2 separate regions of the Bombyx mori genome follow, and region 1 is linked to region 2. A link is a contact called in public Hi-C data. All regions are on one chromosome and are shown on one strand. Each heading gives the region's core, a stretch centred on a gene start, on an enhancer-like site or on the middle of the called end of the contact. The rest is flanking DNA. Distances are from core to core; before and after follow the strand shown. Region 1 holds the start of G3pdh-1 (glycerol-3-phosphate dehydrogenase-1). Region 2 holds the start of LOC101740676 (F-box only protein 28).

The links. Hi-C and Micro-C count contacts between places; a contact is called where the count stands out from the background.
Region 1: a contact with region 2 is called in a Hi-C map of posterior silk gland, with 2.5 times the contacts expected there. The contact joins the promoter of G3pdh-1 here to the promoter of LOC101740676 in region 2. A contact is called at or near these places in 2 of 7 Hi-C or Micro-C datasets (middle silk gland and posterior silk gland).

What each region holds. Positions count from the first base shown.
Region 1 is chr9:6,651,978-6,656,300 of ASM3026992v2, forward strand. It overlaps G3pdh-1 (glycerol-3-phosphate dehydrogenase-1), which reads right to left and starts at 2,295. Exons shown (of 9, transcript NM_001043505.1): 1 at 2,148-2,295; 2 at 1,746-1,923; 3 at 395-535; 4 at 50-157. The coding sequence starts at 2,200.
Region 2 is chr9:6,338,111-6,342,167 of ASM3026992v2, forward strand. LOC101740676 (F-box only protein 28) reads left to right here and starts at 2,568. Exons shown (of 8, transcript XM_004925152.5): 1 at 2,568-2,686; 2 at 2,992-3,301; 3 at 3,466-3,714; 4 at 3,964-4,057. The coding sequence starts at 3,026. LOC101741000 (max-like protein X) reads right to left here and starts at 711. Exons shown (of 5, transcript XM_004925154.5): 1 at 1-711.

The DNA.
Region 1 (4,323 bases), core at 1,045-3,544, 310 kb after region 2:
TTAGATGCTACATCTATGAAATAAATTTATGACAATTTTTGGCACATACCTCCGATGCAATATTGGCTCCCATTAATACAGCACAGGGAATTTTTAGGCATCTTGTAATAATATGTGATATAAGATCGATGCCACCACCTTCGGCTATATCAAATCCCTGTCAATTAAGTATTAAAATATGAGCTATTGTATGCAGGGAATGTAAAAATTCACTTGTATCTTTGGAAATATTGCTGATATTTTTTTTAAGAATTATAATTGATGAAATAATTACTTGTTTACACAAATTTCAACTTCAGACTGATAACAAAGTTTGGAATAAAGCAATTATTAAATAATTGTTTTGGTACATTATTTCATTAAGAGGGTAGTATAATTTAAATTAGTTTTTAACCTTAATCAAAGACAGAGCAGCTGCAGTTGGCTTTATTTTTCCAAGCAAAGTAGAGCAGATAGTTCTGACAAATTGATGAGGCACCACAAATATTAAAAGATCAGCATCTTTTGCAGCTTCAACTACATCTGGAACAGCAACCTGTAAATACCTATTGTTCAATATATAATTTCTAAAATAGGTAACCAAGCGATGTAAATGTAAATTTAAAAAAAGTTAAAAAACAATCTTAAATTCCTTTAAACAAATTAGTAACCAGTATTTTCTGTGTACTTCTTAATATAATTGTTCAACTAGTTTACTTATAATTTGCAATAAGAACAAGGAATATATAGGATAATATAGGAATATATAGAAATGAGGAACATTATGACAGTGAATAATTTAATAATTTTAGCAAATTAGTTTTATTTCAGAAACATCCAACATACAATATATGTATTGTTCAGGTGTTGTTTGCATTGCCTATTTTCTTTTGAACTTAATCTAAAAACTGCAACCTGAAGGCCAAATAATTTTACCAAAATTTCTGACTACAGCCAAGACTTGAAGCTAATGATGTGGTAAAATATGTTGGTTGAGCAAAATTATTTATTAGTATACTAAATGGGAATAAATTACTATCAATATAGTTCCAATCCTCCATGCAAACAGGGAGTATGTACCAACTACTTGTCTGGTCTACAACTGTACACACCCATATATATTTGTGTACAATTGAAGAGCTTTGAAGAGTTATTTGAGATGATTGTGTTATCTCCTTTTTATCATCAAACCACATATTGCTAGAATAGAGTTCATTGCTACTATATATGATCTCTGTGTCCTTGACAATGTGCTTCTACAAATCATTTTTTTCACATACCATCTGGCCCACAAGACACCTTACTACCAATAATTCTTCTATTCTTCAGTTTGATCATATGCAATGATTCTCCTTTACCCTCCATTGAAGATTCTTAATACAAAGTTTCAATATCTAATTTTAAGAAGCTTTAGTGAAGTTTTAGTTAAGAATATCAAATAAAAATCATAAACATAAGGTTAACACCTTAATTATTCAATCAGCTTCTTGATAGTGTCAACAAAAGTTTGCTTGACTTCCGAAACAAGGTGGGTCAGAGATTGTAGGTAATTACCATAATAAATACTTAAAAAAAGCTATGAGTCCTCTGAGACACCAACTTGCATACAATGGCCTATCTGTCTAAATAGAATCCAGTGTGGGTTTATTACAATTTCCATTTTGAGTATAGTAAGAACAGTAAGAATAGAATCCCCTGACATCCTTATTTAGACAATAGCAGTAAATTTTCATTGTTGTATTATTTATGAACTTTTTTTTACTTACAACATTAGAAGGCAATTTGTGGCCAGGCAGGTATTTAACATTTTCATGAGTTTCATTGATTATTTCAGTTAACTTCTTTCCTTCAATTATTTCTTCATACACCCACATTGTAACTCTATCCTCAAAATTTGATAGACTCGCAGCATTTCGACCAACAATTTTCGCAATAGCAGAACCCCTGTAAAAAATATTGTAAATAGGTATATAATGACCAAGTAATGACCACAATGGAATATATTCTTGAGCATGTTTATGTTGTCATTTTTCAGAGATTTCATCGTTTCGATATTATGTCATCAGCATAACATTTAAGGTCATTTACGTTATACACTTAGTTCCGTGCTTCGGTGATGTAAAATAGAATTTCGCATTTTTATGATGTTAATAAAAAAAATTGCCCACCAGTTTCCCGATCCAACGATGCAAACTTTGTTCTTTGGCTGTTTATCTGCCATATCTAAAATATTACAATCGCGGACAAAATATTTAAATTAATATGTTACGAATTTAGAAAAGGCACGACTCCCCTAGTTTATGTCTAATAACTGATAAAGACTGCACTGCACTGACACTTCTGATAATGATAATGTTAGGTTTTTTTTTTCTTTTTGGACCCAACACCAAGTGTTATTTGCCACTTTCAAAATAAAGGTTAGGAAGCAAAAAGCAAATCAGAAAATATAAGTTAGATAAGGCTTAGGCAGGAAAATTGGATTAGGATTAATATAATTAGGAAGAATAAATAATACATTTAATTATAATTTGAGGTCTAAATTAACGTTGTACATGGAGACCACTTCGAATAAGCTTTTTATACTTTAAATTGTTTTATATTTATGTATTAAACTAATACACTGTAAAAGTAATAAGTGTAATTTGCAATAGATTTTTCTTTTTCCTTTGTCTCAGTATTTATGCAAGACTAGGTATAATGAAGACTCAACTGATTAATTAGAAGCCCACTTCGATTAAGCGGCACGACATGAAAACCCTCTCATCGTGGTCGCCGGTAACTACATTCCCGATCCTACGGACAGAATGGAAAGCAGTCGACGTCACCCCAAACACGTCCTTTCGGATCCTCCCGATCCACTAACGGTGCTATTAGGTACCTCAAACACCGGTCATCGTTCCGGGTTAATTTACTCGTCGAACCCGTCGCTTGCGACGAAGGGCTCGACGAGTAAATTAACCCTCAGACACAGCCCACTGAGTTTCTCGCCGGATCTTCTCAGTGGGTCACGTTTCCGATGGGGTGGTAGATTCTGCGAAGCACGGCTCTTGCTAGGGTTCGTGTTAGCAACGTTGTCAGGTTTGAGCCCCATGAGCTCACCGACTAGTTAAGGTTACGCTGAAATAGCCTTTCAAGGCTCTCCGCTTAGGTAGGGAAAAAAATAATAATTAGAAGGTTTAAGTTTTTATTTGTTTCCTCAATGAAAGTTTAGATTTTGGAATAATATTTGCAATAATTATTTAATTTTTGTTTTGATTTTTACTTATTTTGTTGTGGCGTTTAAGTACGCACCTTTTTATGATGCGTAAGCCGGAACGCACGAGTTGTGGGAAACAGAATATAGTCTGTGACACGACCTTTTTACCGCCAAATATGAAAAACATAAAAATAATTTATAATGAGTTAAATAACTAATTTAATGTAATTACTTTATGCCGCTACAACAATAAAATTTATATTGTTCCAACTGTGGTGTTAATTACATAAAACACGACCAGGCGAAATAAAGAAGGGACTCTATATGCATTCCCTCATTGTTTTCATTTTATGATCAATGTGTGTCATAGTGTGTATGCTAAGCCTTACATTTCCAATTTTGTTATCCAAGATTCTTGTTTTGTTACTGTCCCAAAACTGTGCTGATAATTATGATAAATATTTCTTTTTCTTTAAACTGAAACGCTATAATCAATCATTTAAAACAACTTCATGATAAATGTTATTATTATAAATAGGAAATATAGCATCCTTCTTTTTTATCTTAAAGGAAAATAAACATTTTGATTAGAAAGTATTCAAATGGTAACAGATACTCAGTACTGCTAAAACAATTCAATTTATTATATTTTTCGCAATTTTTACTTTTACAAGATGTTGTTTAATCTATGATCTAATAGAAAAACATAAATTTATAATAAGTCTGCGTGTTTCTATATGGTTTTCACTCATTTCCAAATAACAAAATAAGAACTTTTATTTCGTCCATAACTAATATTTTACAGGTTTTTTGTATAAAAACTCTATTAAAAGCTGTTTAGTCTAAAATCCCTTGGCTTTGCTAGTTGGTCTTTCAAATAGAAAGTAAAACTTTATGTCCAAGAATCAATTATATTATACTGCTAGATAAAATAGTACCTTCTATTTGTACGGTAGCACCAAATGCGGCGATAGCATTTGCAGAAATTCATTGGACTGAAAGAGACAAGCACAAAACGGGGTTGAATACGCAATTTATTCGACTGCCTCAAAAACGTTGTGGAATGTTCTGGAATAAACCGAACTGGGCTAGCTGTAGACTAGACCAGTGGTCGTCAAACTTTTTTGTTCAAAGTCAAATGGCATGCT
Region 2 (4,057 bases), core at 1,318-3,817:
TAAAACATTACATTAATGCGATCTTTCACTTTTCGGAGTTCATGGTGCCTTGTTCCATTATTTCTATGTAGGGTATGAAGAATACATTGATAACATTATAAATATAAGATAGTCTTGGACAAGTACTTCATGACCCGAATTAAATCACTTTTGAACCATGTGGTTACGTAACATTTACGTAACGTAATACTAAAATCAAATTTCAAATTACTGATAACTAAAATACAGTATTATTTCCGACTTTTGGTACAATTACGTACATAAGTACCTACATAGGTAGGTACGAGAATTACGTTTAAAATTATTTTTTTAAGGGATTTTATGACCTGGTAACTAAGACCTTTAGGTCATGTCTTACTTTACTTTATATTCTTATTTTTATGAAAAATGATAATATGGAGTGAAATGAAATTAAGATGATTAATTTGAGACGTTAATCAACTGGGATGAAATGAAATAAAATAAGATGATATGGGTTGAAATATAATCTCAGTAAAATGGTGGTCATTTACTGAGATTTTTTCAGTGGACATTTTGGAGGATCTCGAGAAGTTGCGTCCGGCGGCTTTGTTTCGTTTTCCCACATTTGTGCACTTTCATAGATATTGAACAGTTAATAAACCACCGTTATTACACATTTAAATCTTAAGAAACACTAAATAGACAAAATGAATCAAATCACACAACTTCACTCCTCGCATTCCCGCCAAAAAGTCAACGTTTAAAATATTTATGTCACAGCACAGATGACTGTCAACGTCAACATTTTCTTTTTTCAATATGGCAATCGACTGCTCATGATGCCAGTTCTGCAAGCAACAGAAAATACACATATGAGTAATTTTAATTTAATCAAGCTTATAAAATCTTCAAAATTATGCATAAATTAATGTTGTAGTAGTGCTAGTTATATTTATTTATTTATTATTATATATTATAAAGGGTGTCCTAGAAAGGGCTTAAAAAGCCAAAAGTTCTAGGCAGTGTTTCTCAAAAATTAACATGTGATATCAGTTTATTAAATAAACACATACTGACGACAGTCACAACATACAGAGTTCTTACGAGTTAAATTTCGTCTTACATCTTTTTTATTGAATTAGTAGAATCTAACTCCAATCGAAGTTACTGGCGTGCTTAGCGTGCGTGTTGAATGATGGGCACTAATTCTTGTTTCAAACAGGATAGGAGGCCCAGGATTTGTCCTTCATATGTCAAAGCTGTTTATTCACATAATAATATCAAAGAATGAGTTCCGCTGCGATAACAACATAGCATCAGATGAGCCGAATGTTTATCAAATAACGTACAAGAGTAAAATAAGTATAGTATAAAGAAAAAAATTAGTAATATTCACCATATTATGTATGAAAGCCGTGGTGTTGTATTTTTAAAATGTTGCAAATTGTTGCATTTTAAAGGAATCTACATTTATTTATATATGAATTCACTTTTCGGCTGTTAAATATTAGAAAATTTGCTAATCTTCTAAAATTGATTAATGCGAATATGTAATGAATTGGAATTAAGCAAGTTGAGCTAAAATGAAGTATAATAATAATAATATAAATATAAAGGGTGGAAATTTATTTATTTATATATATTATATAATTGTATATTTATTTATATATTATTTTATTTTATTTGGAAGACAAACAGTGAACTTAAACCATATAAAATCTAACCTTACAACTAAACACCATTTAAACGTCTCCGTATTTAAATAACTACAAACGATTGTGGCGTCGCAACGCCTAGAATTAAATAATTAAAGTAAAACGTAAAACAAAAACAAAAGTAACAACGATTTGAAAAAAAAACCCAAGAAAAACGTAATACTTAAATAGAAAATAATTTATTTATATTTGCATTCAACCATCGACTGACTAATGTTCTCCTAATATTATTTATTAATTATTATTATTATTATTTATGTTATGTTTATAAATGTAGATTTTTAATGTGATGTAAGTTTTTTCTTTGCTTATTTAGTGTTTCTTTGGTTTTAAACGTGATATAATAGTAGCCTTTTAATGGCTTAGCATCCGCGAAAGTGCATAAATGTGAGAAAATGAATCAAAGTCACTGGAGTAAAAGTCCAAGAATCTCTCAGCAAATTTTCATTATATTACTAGGACTTTCATCTCTTCTGATTCCAGTGGATAATAGTAACAATGGAAGATTTTTATAAACACGACGAATTTTTATAAACACGGGCAGCAAATCTGTTTTGGATATTTTCAAATGTGTCCAAAAAAACTGTAATCTTTTGTGTTAGCCCACTATTACAATTCTGTGTACATAGGCAATAATATCAACCTGTGCGTTGCACCCGCCTGGCTTCCTTTTTACTTCATGCAAAATAATATGGCGTATCTTCTATTACTCTCACAGTAATTTCTCATTTACACACACAGTAATGTAGAACTTTTTTTTATACGTTGCATTTTCGGATTCTTCCCTAAAATTCATAGAAATGTTAGTAAATTTTCACCTTTTACAAGGAGCGAAGATTGACTAAAAGGTTAGGTAGCCGATGGCCGTAGGTAAATAAGAACAAAAAACAAGGGCAAAAAAAACAATTTCGTGAAAGCGTAGCTCCGTTGAAAGTACTGCATCCCATTGTAAAATTAGTTTAGAGAAAAACTATTTAATTATTCCTCAAAAAATGTATAGGAATTGTTGAGTGGGTGAATTTTGCTATTCTTTACATAGTTATTCACACCATGTGTTTAAATAAAAACAATATTTTCAAGTGATTAGGTACTGATCTAGTCATCCATGGCCACCATTTTAGAATTTACTCGGTGGTGTTCAAAGTAATTTATTTTTGTTGTGTGAAACACATTCATTGATGTATATATTTTTTGACTGAATTTGTCTTTATATTGTTGAATTTTAAATTAAAAAATAAACAGGAATAATGCTAAATTAAATAATTTGTCTATTATCGAAATATTACAGCGGAGGTTTAACTAATGGAAAGCTTAGTTTTCAGACACTCTTAAAGTCAAAACTGGGGAAAATGGTATCGACGAGGCAAATGAGTAGCGTTGGGGGTGGTAACGGAAGCAGTGATGGTGCAGGCCCATCACACGCGGAATCTGTGTCCGTGTCCCGGGTGACACGACATTCTAGCGCCTTGATGCCGGGAGGCTCATCGCCGCACTCTAGCACTGCTAAGTGCACCGTTGTAGTGCCTGCAAAGACTTATAATACCAATTTAATGGATTTGCCCATTGAAGTTATCGAGAAAATATTTTGTTATCTGGGATTTAAATCTGTTTCTCATCTTAGAATGGTTAGTATTTCCAACTTATTGGTTAGAGTATGAAATTTGTTTAAATGTATGAAAAAGCTTTAACAAAAAACAAAGGATTTTAGTTGAATCATATAAGTAGTTTCATAAATTTAAGAAACACTTTGTAGACTTATTGAGATTACAAGTGCATTAATTTCTTGCAGGTCAACCGACAATTCAACACAATATGTAGTGGGATATTAAATTCAACATTTCAACGCTTACAAAATCAAATGTTGCATAGATTCCATTCAATCAAAGCTAAAATGCCTCGAAGAGAATCAGCCCGTAGAAGCCATCCATTGGCTTGCGAGTCTGACATTATTGAAACTTTGCATATGAGATTAAGTTTGTTACAAATGACTTTTGGTAAACATATAGAGAGGAAACATTGTTGCTTTTTTCCAGGAGAGGTAAGAAAAGTTACTTCTTAAATCTTAAAGTAGCAAGGTTATGATTAATAGCCATCATTTAAAATTTTCAAATGATAATTGTATTCAATTACAAAGCTTCTTAGCGAATTTGACACGATAAGAATAATTCTTATTAGTGTTTGTACTTACTATTGAATGAATTATATTTAAGTTGAATTTTCAAGTTATAGAGGGCTTTAAAAAGAACTTTACAACATTCATGATCTGATTTGTATATTTTGTCTTTAGATATTAGATGAAGTATACAGTATTTTGTCTTATCTTAAAATAACAACTAAACTGGCAAGGCCATACAAAGTAACCGATGAGCTCTTTGATTTGA